2 separate regions of the Hordeum vulgare genome follow, and region 2 is linked to region 1. A link is a contact called in public Hi-C data. All regions are on one chromosome and are shown on one strand. The core of a region is the stretch at or near the end of the contact, and the rest is flanking DNA. Distances in the headings are between cores, read along the strand shown.

Region 1 (6,341 bases), core at 1,283-3,782:
TTATAAGAATACAAAATGGGAATGATTTGATGGAGAGGCAGGTTATAGAGTATGGTAAAGGTGTTCTTGCGATAGGAATTACCAGTCATGGGATTCAGGATGAGAAACAAGAATATCTGAGACCAAACTATAACCTATGTATGTCATGGTCCAGTTCTGCGAAAACAAAAGTTTCCGACAAGAATCACTTCCACTGGAACCAGTTCTTCAACTGGAACAGCAAGAACCTTTTGCGTTGGTGGATGGTTCAGCAACGTTAATAGTCGTTCCTTGCATCGAACGCCCGTTGGCAGCAGCGGACTCCTGTGCTGCAAGTGCTTTTTTGCTTACAATCTGGTGAATTTCACTCAGCACAGTATGGAATGCCTTCTCCACATTGATTGCCTCCAGTGCAGAGGTCTCAAGGAAAGAGAGGCCTTCTTTCTCAGAGAATGCTTGGCTGTCTTCCTCAGGAACCGATCTTAAGTGGTTCAAGTCTGACTTGTTCCCGACCATCATGACAACAATGTTGGCATCTGCATGATCCCGGAGCTCACGGAGCCACCTCTGAACATTGTCGAAGGTCTGCCTCTTCGTTATGTCAAAGACTAGGAGTGCTCCAACAGCACCCCTGTAATAAGCACTAGTAATTGCACGGTATCTCTCCTGACCAGCCGTGTCCCATATCTGTGCCTTCACAGTCTTTCCTTCTATCTGCCGCAAAACAACATAAATTTCTGCTAAGCTTCAATAGGAAAATATGGATTTAACATTAGTATAAAACATCAATAAGAAAGGTGTACTATTCCGATTCTAAGATCCACATTGAAAAATTTGCCTGCTTATAACATTGTGTTAATATCATTATGTGAACAGATGTTTGCAGGATATCACGACAGCACGTATCATTTTCTCTGAACGGACAACAGGGGCAATTGTGATTCTCTATCTGTATTTTCTTTTCTTTTTACTAAACTGCATGTATTACAACAGACAACAATATATACTTGGTAAAAAACAAGGGGATGTACTGGAAGACTACTTGTAATATTTGTTGAAACAAAAATACAGAATTGTCATCTTCTTGCTGTGACTTTTAGGCAGGATCGCATAATGATGAGCTTACCAGAACTAACACCAATGATGAGCTTAAAAACATATAGTTATTCAACATCGACCAACCAGAAGAGATAAAGAGACTAGGTTTAATTTCTTCTTTCTGCCAATTGCACATAGTTTGTAATGCAACTCATAAGGTTGCAATTTGTTGCTCAGTGCCTAACAATTCAAAAGAAGAAACCGGTTCTATCAATCAATCCAGCCGTTTGGCACGAGGCTTCTGAATCACACATTGAAGCAAATGTTAGGCGCCAACTGTGCTCTCACATACATGTTGAGGCTTCAGTGTATTTTTGTCTACCCAAATTATTATGCCCTTCGATGGCAGTGGCAACACGAAAACCATAATAATAATGCAATTACAATGGCACAGTTGTTTACCTTTTGAGTTTCTGAACAAGATGTAATTGGTAGATGATGTACACTATCCTCTTGAAAAGAAAAACTGAAACCATGCCAACCAGAGATAGTGTCGCTTTGACAATCTAGCCTGATTACTACCGTAAATGCAAAAGGATCTAAAGAAAGCCCACATCTGTATTTTCACGGCATTGCCATGTGCTGTCAGTGTCATGCGGCCAAAAAAGTGCTCCATGCTAGGTGTCCGCTCAGGCATGCAGCCAACAACACATTGACCTATGCTCGGTGTCCTGGCTTTTGACCGCGCAATCAATCATTTATTCGTTCACCCAGATCCCCCGTCCTATACCGTGACTGCAAACTCAACCGAACGCTCTGTTCAACAGATCAAACCAGACACAACCCAGCCCAGCGCGGGATCAGAAATGACGACGGCATTTGCATTTCGATTGACATCTTCTGACGGAAACGACCGAGCATTTGAGGATCAGATCGCGCACGTGAATCATGGAAGGGAAGGAAATGGATCGCGCGCGGGTGGCGAGGTGATGGATGGGTACCTACCTGGAGGGTCCGGGTGGCGAACTCGACGCCGATGGTGGACTTGGACTCGAGGCAGAACTCGTTGCGGGTGAAGCGGGAGAGGATGTTGGACTTGCCGACGCCGGAGTCGCCGATGAGCACGATCTTGAAGAGGTAGTCGTACTCGTTGTCCACCCGGTGCGCCATCGCCGCCTCCCTTCCTTCCTCCCCGTCGCCGCCTCTCCTCCCGCGGACCCCGATCGATGACCCGGCCAATGAGCAACCCACGCGGATCAGAACAGAAGACCTCGTCGACGCTTGGCTTCGCTTACCGGGAGGGGACGGGACGGGACGGGAGGCGACGCTGCTCGCCGGGCCGAGCGGGAGGGGAATGGGAGGGGGGGAGGGGTGTGGGGGCGGACAGGCAGATCCGAGAAAGGAACGGCCGACGAGGGGAGGGGAGGAAGGAAGGAAAGGAGGGGGGGAGGGATCTCGTGCCGTGCCCAGCTGGCCCCGCCCCGGCTTTGGCTATCTCGAGGGCCAGCCGATCGACGGCTGGCGTGCGCTGGCGGTGCCTCCTTTCTTTTTGTCCGAGCCCGCCACCCGTGCTGTCAGATCCCACCAGATCTCGGGGCCGCCAATGTTTACCACGCTTGGTCGGTGCCTCAACATGGATTTCTTTGCTCTCGACAAAACTGGACCTGGATTTATTTTTGGGAGCAACGCCTGTAATTTAGACGTGTTTAGAACCATTCAGATTATATAATTCAGTTTTTATAATTTATTTTGTCTTTAAATAAGACAGATTGTGATGTACTCCCTCCGTTCCTAAATATAAGTTTTTTTAGGGGTTTCACTACGGAACTATATACGGATATATACAGACATATTTTAAGTGTAGATTTAGCCATTTTGTTCCGTATGTATTCATTTAGTGAAATCTCTTAAAAGACTTATATTTAAGAACGGAGGGAGTATATTATAAAAACTAGATAAACAGATTATTAAAAACTCATAATCTATAAAACATCATCTAAAATCAAATCCTTGTAAGTTGGAGATAATTACATTCCTATAACCGTCACCCTTCTTTAAAAAACAGAGGGCAGATAAGTCATTATGCAATGTAAAACGTTGACTACAGTTTATATAACCTGCCCTTCAAACATGTCCGCCTAAATTATTTTTATAAACCAGATTATATAATTCATCTTCATAATCCACATCTCTTCCTAATAATAAAGTGTCGACTCCTTCTATTGTCCGTCGTGCCACTTTTATAAAAAAAAGAAGTCCCTAACGTTTCCTAAAATCAACCCATAGTTCGGATTTAAGTTAGAAAACGAATCGATTTTTTACATTTAAAAAAAAACCTCATGTTTCAGGTAATCAACCCGCCCTTCATATTTAAGTCAACCGTATTTTATCCAAAACAAAATTATTCATATGTTTTAAACCGTAACTCCGATTTTAACATGTTATATATGAAATTTGATTAATAAAATGTGTAGAATCTAAATAGGATGTTATTTTTAGCTGTTAAATACTTCTTAAATATTATTTATGTGCAAACTTAATCTGTAGTGCACGGTCTTTTTTTCTTTTTTTTCGGCAACGATACGAATTGCAATAAACATCCATTAAATTTAAACCAAATTTAGAGGAAAGAAACATCGTTAACCATACATGCACACCTTTGGAAAACCTTGTGGGAAGAAACAACATATTTCTTATCTTATTCCGAGTGACTGTACATTGAAACGCGTTTTCATTGTGTGAGCACTAAGACCATCGTCGGCAACATAAATGTGATGCCATGTGAAAATATATTGCGTTCAGAACGTGTGTTAATTTCTCTTCCGTTGCAACGCACGGACTCTTTTGCTAGTTATCATAATTTATTGTGGTTCCAAACATGGCCTTAGGAAGCAACTAGTTAGCGAGCGCTCCCTCGAGAGCTCCAAGCGATCGTTCCCGCGCGTCGCCATTTGACGCGTTTCCAGCCGCCGCCACGTGTCGTGCTTTGAGCGTTTTCTTCTAATTTTATTTATTTTTTCACACGCGTTTTCGCCTTTTTTAGTGTTTTTGCTGAATTTTTTTGGTGTTATGATATTTCACTGGTCTTTCGTAACTTTTGGACCGAAAAAATCAAGATTAATTTTTTCATGAAAAAACGTGTTTTCTTTTTTTGTACGCAAAAAACACGGTTTTTTTGGCGAGATGTATGTTTTTTCTTTCGCGAGAGGCACGATTTTTTTCCTTCGCGGGCGTGCCTCTCGAAAAAGAAACGTGTTTTCGGTTTTTTTTTAGGAGAGGCACGATTTTATTTCCGCAAAAGGCACGTTTTTGCCTTCGCGAGACGCACGTCCGTGCCTCTCCCAAAAGGAAAAAAATGTGTTTTCTGTTGTTTTTGCGAGAGAGATGGTTTTGCTTCCGTAAAAGATACGACTTTGCATTCGCGAGAGGCACGCCCATGCCTCTTCCGAAAGGGAAAAAACACAATTTTTTTTGCGAGAGGCACAGTTTTGCTTCGGCGAAAAGCACGGGTTTGTCTTCGCGAGAGGCACGCCCGTGCCTCTTCTGAAGAGGGGGAAAATGCGTTTTCTGCTCTCTCTTTTTTTCCCGCAGGAGGCATGGTTTTGCCTCCGCGAGAGGCACAGTTTTGCCTTGGCGAGAGGCACGACCCGTGCCTCTCGAAAAGGGAAAAACACGTTTTCTGTTTTTTTCTATCACGTGAGGCACAATTTTTTCGTCCGGCTTTTTTCTTCTGGTTTTTCGTGAAAAAAAAGTTCGTCAAAACCTATCAACATGGGATCTAGTTTTGAAGACCTCAACGCGAGAAAGCCAACGGTGAAAACGGTTCGAGATTTGGATACACGGTTAAGGAGATAAAATGTTTTGAAAATACGGATCTACGAAAAGAGGGGAAACTACCAGGTTGCGACAAGTGACACGCATTTAGTGCGCCACTTGTCGCAACCTGTGAAGGTGAAAGTAATCGTTAAAAGATGTATTCGCTAAGTAATGATTTCGTGTAATTATGATATGGCATTGTCCACTCTTGGACGCCGGCCCAAGGCCGAAAGACGGATCCGAAGACAGGCCCGCGAGCGGGAGGCCCAGAAGACATGGCAGAACAACATCAAGATGGATAAATAAGGCGGCGACTAGTTAGGACATGTACAATGATGACATATGGATATAGATGTCCCATCATAAAATATAGCTTGAGGTTTTTGTATTGATTTTTTCTATTCAATGCAAGCTAGCTATAGTGAGGATACCTTATAAAAAAAACTATAATGCTCATGTATCTCTACTTTCCACTCTAACTTTTTCAGTTTTTTACACCGGGCTACACATTTTCTTTTTAAACACCCGCCTCCTGCAAAGGATTCCGCTTTCATATCCGAACCTATTTTTTCTGACATCCGATCCTACATGACATACGAGACATCATCATTGTACATGTCCTTATCACAATAAAAAATGCTATTTTATTGCAGTAAGTGATACTATTAACGCATGCTCAGTCATAAAAAAGTATAAAACACAAGTAGGAGGGAGCAAACCTAGGTCTCTAGGAAGAGCGTAAGAGCAACTCTAGCAGACCCTCATCCCGTCCCGATCCGGAAAATAACCGTCAAAATGCGGGTCGGGGCGGAAAAACCTGCCCAATCACACCCCGCATCCCGCCCCGGTTCGCAAATATTTTTGCGGGACGCGACAAAATCTCGGTCCCAACCTGCGTATTCGCGGGTTCCCCTCGCCGTTGCGGTGCCCTGCATATAAGCAGAAGCGGTTGGTGGGAGGGACATTTCAGTCCGCACGGGGTCTGAAAAAGCATATTCCACGAATATGCTTTTTTACGGGTCCGTCATGTAGGGTCTGCATCCGCGGCCGTGCGGGCCGACCCACAAATACGTTTTTCCGCGAACTGCAAACACGTTTTACGGGCCAGATGGATGCAGGGTGTGCTAGAGTTGCTCTAAGCAGGCAAACCATTCCACCCAAGTTCTTTTCGTTCTAAGGGCTAGGGTCGCGTCTTGAAGCTACTCGAGTCGTTTTTTCTGGGAGTTTTTCTTTCATTTTTTCTTCTCCCTTTTGCATTCTTTTTCGTTCATTTAGTGCATTCCTTTTTCAGTTATCATGTTTTTATTGCATTATTCTATTTCTTGTTTGAGTATTTGTTCTTCTTCATTTTTTTCCTATTTTTCTTTTAATTTTTATAGTATATTTTTCATATATGTCAAATAAAAATAATGAGTGATCAATTTTTTTATAAACGTTCAACCTTGTATAAAAATTTATACTATACTTTTAAATATTTTCTCAACATTTAAATACTTATTCAAGATTTT
Region 2 (6,341 bases), core at 2,725-5,224, 280 kb before region 1:
GTGGTGGTGGTGGTTCCTGGTGACGCCGCTGCACTGGCCGAGGTGCGAGTCGCAGGGCTCGGAGCGCTTGCCGCTGCGCTGCTGCTGCTGCTGCTGTGACGATGGCTGGTGAGCATGGCCGTGGACGCCGTGCTGGCTGCCATTGTCGTGCGGTGACTGCTTGTGCACCTGCCTCATCTCCAGGTTGTGGATCTCCTCCACCATTGGCTTCCAGAGCCTCACCCTCGCGTTGATGAACCAGTTCGACACCTGCACGACACCCATTAACCCACCAACATGTCAACTACAGTAAGTTCCAGAAACAAAATGACATGCTAGTGCTAACAGTCCCCAGCTTTAGTTGCTGCTTACCTGATTCCTTGTTAAACCAGTTTGCTTGGCCAGCATTTGCTTGTCGCCATCGGTAGGATACCTGCAAGGTTTCAACCCAAATATCAGACGAATGCCAGTAGAAAATGAGTGCAAAACAAAGCCAGGTAAGGGTGAGGTGCCTGTCATAGCTTTTTATTCAGTCTTTAACATTGCAAATAACTCCGCCCTAGAAACAAAGTTTTTGATCTTAGAGAATTTCTCTTATCAGTATAGCACCATCCAAGAAGACCTTTTTTAAGAGCAAGTTAAATCTAAGCACCGATTGTGGGGATCTAACAATTATATTTGAATGCCCAGAGTGAATAGAAAAGGTGTACTAGAAAACAAGCCAGGTTAGGGTTAGATGAGGGGAACAAAGAAAATTATTGTGCTGGTGCCTGTCATGGTTTGTTTATTCGGTCTGAACATACATAACTCCAAGCAACATCTCAAAAATAAAGGTTCGATCTTAAAGAATTTCTCTTATCAGTCTAGCACCATCCAAGTAGGCCCTTTTCTTTTGCAAAGGGCAAGTTAATTAAATCTAGGAATTGGTGGATGTGTGATCTAACAAAAGGACATGAATCGACAATTATCAGTCTTTTCTTTCTAGAGCTTTGAAATATTGGCAGCAATAATGAATAAAGGGTACAGAATATAATACCAAATCCAGTTGGAAATGGAAAGGCTCTAGCATTATAAAGTTATAATTAACAACTGAATATGCTAACATTATACCAATCAACCAGATGTAACCACCAGGTCTTACATCATGGAAAAAACGATTGTACTACAAGATGTAGTATGCAAAACAACCAAAACAATGATGATGTTTCATCTTCCTACAGGTGGGTGCCCCCTAAAACTGCATTAGAAGTAAGCTTACTCGCAAGTTGTTTCTCAGTCAGTGCATGACAAAATAAGCAAGCACATAAGTATAATTAGGACGCCCTAACCAAATCCTTAAAGCCGCTCACCTAATGATAGTTGGAAAGTCATGTAAATGTCAGGATCTAAGAAAAGATGCAACGGAGGACCTAGACTGTTAGCAAATGGATTGATGATGTGCACAGCTCAAAATGAACAAAGCCTTAAAAAGCTGTGGCTTGCCATCTTATTAGCTCCAATAGAATGATTTGGATGCCAAGCCAAGCCAAGCTAAGCCATGCCATGACACTCGATCATGCATGCTCGGCCATCCATCGATCCTAATGATTTCGACACCGAGGATTGCTTGCAATCAGCTAAAACAACCGCAGGTCCAGGCCCAGCATAATCATGTGGATGTGGCACCATCATGCATAGAAGCATTATTATCTTCTAAAGGCGCGGAGTACGTACGTCGTCTAGTGAAGCAGTAATGCTAATTACCATGAGCTAGCAGTAATTAGTTGAGTGGATTGGATAAGAAAGAAACTTACGGGTGCAGGAAGTGCTCGAAGAGCCAAGCCCGGAGGACGGTGACGGAGCGCTCGGGGAGGCCCCTCTGGGGGCGCCAGATGTTGTGCGGCTGGCCGAAGCCGTTCACGCTGCTCCCTCTCTGGAAGCCGCCGACGGGGGCGCCGCCGCCGCCGCCGAGGCCGAAGATGGTGATGTCCTTGCTCATGGACGACCCCTTGACCGGCATCTTGCTGGTGTTGCGCAGCTGGCTCAGTATCATCTCCTTGATGGTCTTGAAGTGCTTGGCCATCACCCTCAGGGCCAACGCCGTGAACGGGGCTGCGTTGCTGAACCCGGCGACCGTCTCGAACGAGGCGATCGCGGATTGGACCTGCTGGTAGTACTGCCGGTACCTCTTGCACACCTACGATGAGAGAGGTGATTAATTGCAGCCGGATTAGTAGGAGTAAGAGATAAACGGCATCAACGAGCTTTAGCTTTCATGTGGATGTGACATCAACGAGCCAAAGCCTACTTCCCAACTATAGAAGTAAGACGCCATTAATAAAGAGGTCAGACCAGCAAGCTCGCCTGCTACTGTAAGACTGGGAGCTCCATAAATGGAAGCTTTCTACTACATCGTACGTAGATTCCCATCCCATGTAGTATTGCCTCAGAGGTTGGAAGAGGACGCTGCGAGAGGGTCAAGTCCTCCGATCCTTATAACCATGTGGAAGATGAAAGAACTTGATTTTTCTTGACATGACCGGCGAAAGTTTTGCTGGTTTCCAGCATCACCTATCGCCCCAAAGCGTTCGAGGACAATAATCGATTGTGTTTTCATTCATGTAGATGGCATTCGGAAAAGGTGTGCTTAGTGCGGCGAAACTAATCAACATCCAATCTTTGGCGAGGAAAAAAGGAGCAAGGAAAGCAGCAAATTGTTGGGGGTGAGCAGTGCGGCACTGTGGCCAAAGGAGAAAAGGAAAATCCGAACAAATGTAATGTAACAGCGGCCATGGAAATGATCATCAAATCAAAAGCACATGCAACCGCGGAAGCACAGTGAATAAAAGCAAGCAAAGCCATGGTGATGTGACCGCTATGTGCAAGATTCTTGGCGCTCCCAGTCCCAGCGCAGCAGCATCGAAGCAAACGAGGTAGAGTAGAAATTTGGACGTGGTACCCTAGCTCACCTCTTCCATCATGGAGATGAGCCTCGTCTTCTTCCACTGCTGCTCGGCGCCGTACATGGGGCCTGCGGCGTCCAGCTCGTCGTCGGCGACGTCCATCGTGTCTGCGTCGAGCAGGCCCTCGTCCGGGAGGCTGCGGTCGGCGTGCGCGGCCGCGCCTCCCACGTCGCAGATCTCCTCCAGCAGCCTCTGCGCCGGGACGAGGAACTTGGATCGCCCGAGCACCGAGGCGTAGCCGGTGAAGGGACCGCACGGCCCGGCGCCTCCCGGCTCCTGCTGCTTCCTGGGCGTCGGGGGCGCCGTGGCGGGATTGGACGAGGCGGAGGAGAGGGAGAGCGAGAAGTTGTGCGTGGGGATGTGCGGGAACTGCTGCGCGGTGACCTGCTGGGCGGTGAGCCCGTTGAGCACCAGCTGCTGGCCCTGCGGCACCGTGGGGCTGTGCGGTGAGTAGGAGGAGGAGGAGGACGCGTAGGAGTAGAAGGCCGGGGGAGGCCACGCCCCGGCCTGGTGGTGCTGGTGGTGCGGGGCGAGGGGGGTCGGCGGTGAGTCCTCCGCGGCGGCGTCCGGCGGGAACCGGAGCTTCTCGCGGCGGCTGTGCTGCGGCACGTGGTAGAGCTGCCCGCCCGACGCGGCGGCGGCGGCCGCCATGTGGTGTGCATGGCTGTGAAGCAGCATGTGGCCGTGGTGGTGGGCCTCGGCGCCGCCGTACCCGCCGGCGGGAGACGACATGGCGAGCGCCCGCGCGTACGTAGGCGGTGGGTGGGTGGCGGGCAGCGCAGCGAGGTAGAGCAGGAGCACCAGCACCTGGCTGGGGTGGGTGGCCTCGCTGGCCCTGGAGAGAGTGGAGGTGGAGGGGAAACGGCTCCGCACTTTCCGAGCGCCGGGCCTGGCTCGCTGTCGCGCTGCCCGCTGGTGGTATGGTATCTCCCACCCTCTGTCTCCGCTGCTGTAGCCTTCCCTTCCCTTCCCTTCCCTCGCCTTTTATCTCTCCCTCTCTCGCTCGCTCGCCCTCTTTTCTCCTCCTCGGTTCCCCCGATGGCTGCTGTGGTTGGGTTCGGGCCCCAAAGGCGAGGGGAGGAGGTGAAAAGGAGAGCGAGGCTCTGTCCGTCCCAGGGGAGGGGGAAACGGTAAGGAGCCGTGAAAGCGAAAGCGGGCGGAGAACGGAGCGAGAGAGGCAGCGAGCGAGGGAGTGAGTGAGTGAGTGAAGGAGTACTAGATAGCTGCTGCTGCTGTGGTCCAACTCCAAGCTGACGCTGGCCGTGCGTGCGTGCGTGCGTGCGTCCTGCCCCTGCCGCGGCTTAATTACATACAGCTGTTGCTGGTAATGGTAACCGTGCATTTGCATGCCCACAATTTTACACCACGGCTGCGAGCTCTCCGGTTGGCGCCGGGAGCTATGGGTGCCGGATTCGAGTCTGGTTTTACCGCGCTTTTTTTACTCCTTTTGACGGAGGAGGTTTCGTTCCTTCGGCCCCAGCACCCCGCGACTGCATACCAACAATGCTAATGCTAATGCTAATGCTAGTCCTACAAAGAATCGACAAACGTTTCCTTAGTTTTTCAAACTACTCCCTCTTTTCCAGAATAATTGTCGTTGGAGGATTTTTCAGTCCAAGTGAAAACGAATGAAAGTATGATACCTGTCGCTAGGATCGTCGTCTTCCTCCATGAGGCTCCTCCGCCATTCGCCGTGTAAAACAATATGTTGTGGGGAACTGCACGACACCCAATACAGGATGTGGCTATCTCATATATATAAGGGGTGTACAAGATACAAGGGTATATACGAAAACTGTAGAAATACATAGTCTAACACCCTCCCTCAATCTTAACTCCGTTCTGAACGACAAAGTAAGTTAAGATTGCGCCTGCATCACTCAAACTCTGATTATGGAAGAGGCTTTGTGAAGATGTCAGCAAGTTGATCCTTGGAAGAGATGAACTTGATACGAAGAAGTTTCCGTGCAACGCGTTCCCTTACAAAATGATAGCCAACTTCGATGTGCTTGTTACGAGCATGGAACATTGGATTAGATGAAAGATATGTTGCACCAATGTTATCACACCAAAGAACAGGTGGCTCCTGTTGAGAGATGCATAATTCTCTTAACACAGACTGTACCCAAATAAGCTCGGCCGTGCCATTGACAATTGCCTTGTATTCTGCTTCAGTGCTACTCCGAGATACTGTGGCCTGCTTGCGCGCACTCCAAGCAATCAAGTTATCACCATAAAAGACAGCATGGCCCCCTGTGGATCGACGGTCATCCGAATTCCTAGCCCAATCAGCATCAGAGAAGGCCGAGAGAGCACAAGAAGAGGTAGACCGAAGATGCAAACCGAAGGAGATAGTGTGAGAGAGATACCGCAAGATACGCTTCACAGCTGACCAGTGTGAAGTCCGTGGAGCATGAAGAAACCCGCATACACGATTGACTTCATAAGAGATATCAGGTCGTGTAATAGTCAAGTACTACAAAGCTCCAACAACACGACGGTGGTACTCAGTAGCATCATCGGAAGGGGGCAAGTCACCATCCAAAGCTGATAACCGATCTATCGCAGACATAGGAGTGGTAGCATGTTTGCAACGCAACATACCTGCACGACATAGCAGGTCCAAGGAGTACTTATGCTGAGTAAGAGTGAGGCCAGCAAAGGACCGTGAAACTTCCAAGCCAAGAAAGCAATGGAGAGCCCCCAGATCCTTGACATCAAAGTGACCACAGAGAGCACACCGTAGACGATCCGCAACAGACACATAGGAGCTGATAAGAATGATGTCATCTACATATACCAGAAGATACATAGTGACCTCAGAGCGATGAAAGAGGAACAGTGACGTGTCAGTAGTGGACGGAGTGAACCCAAGTTGTCGAAGAACCGAACCCAGTCGAGCATGCCATGCACGAGGAGTCTGCTTAAGTCCATAAAGTGCCTTAACCAGGCGAACTGATAATGTGGACGAGCTGGATCAACAAAACCACAAGGATGACACATGTAAACTTCTCCCTCCATGATCCCATGGAGAAAAGCATTCTGAACATCAAGCTGGCGCAGAGACCACCCCTTGGCAACAGCCAAGGACAAGAGCAACCGAATAGTGGTAGGTTTAACAATTCCGCTGAAAGTAACCGCATAATCAAGACCATAGCGTTGTTTAAAACCTTTGGCCACCAACCACGCCTTGTAGCGCTCAGTGGAACCATCAACATTTTTTTTACCTTGAAAACCCACTTGGAATCAATGATGTTGACCCCAGACACAGGAGGAACTAAACGCCAAGTATCATTCCTCTGCAGTGCATGAAACTCCTACTCCATGGTAGCGCGCCAATGAGGAATCCGAAGAGTTGCCTGGAAATGACGAGGCTCGGCAGTGGGATCAGCATGTGTCTGTGCCATACACGCCGCAATC

What was found. Hi-C and Micro-C count contacts between places; a contact is called where the count stands out from the background.
Region 2: a contact with region 1 is called in a Hi-C map of seedling, with 2.5 times the contacts expected there. The contact joins the promoter of LOC123444896 here to the promoter of LOC123444895 in region 1. A contact is called at or near these places in 2 of 6 Hi-C or Micro-C datasets (leaf and seedling) and 1 of 1 datasets of contacts at active chromatin or transcription factors (embryo).

Annotation. Positions count from the first base shown.
Region 1 is chr3H:547,516,385-547,522,725 of MorexV3_pseudomolecules_assembly, reverse strand. LOC123444895 (ras-related protein Rab2BV-like) reads right to left here and starts at 2,532. Exons shown (of 2, transcript XM_045121776.1): 1 at 2,023-2,532; 2 at 1-693. The coding sequence starts at 2,187. The coding sequence ends at 208.
Region 2 is chr3H:547,801,815-547,808,155 of MorexV3_pseudomolecules_assembly, reverse strand. LOC123444896 (BEL1-like homeodomain protein 9) reads right to left here and starts at 3,974. Exons shown (of 4, transcript XM_045121777.1): 1 at 2,928-3,974; 2 at 1,773-2,155; 3 at 352-412; 4 at 1-249. The coding sequence starts at 3,653.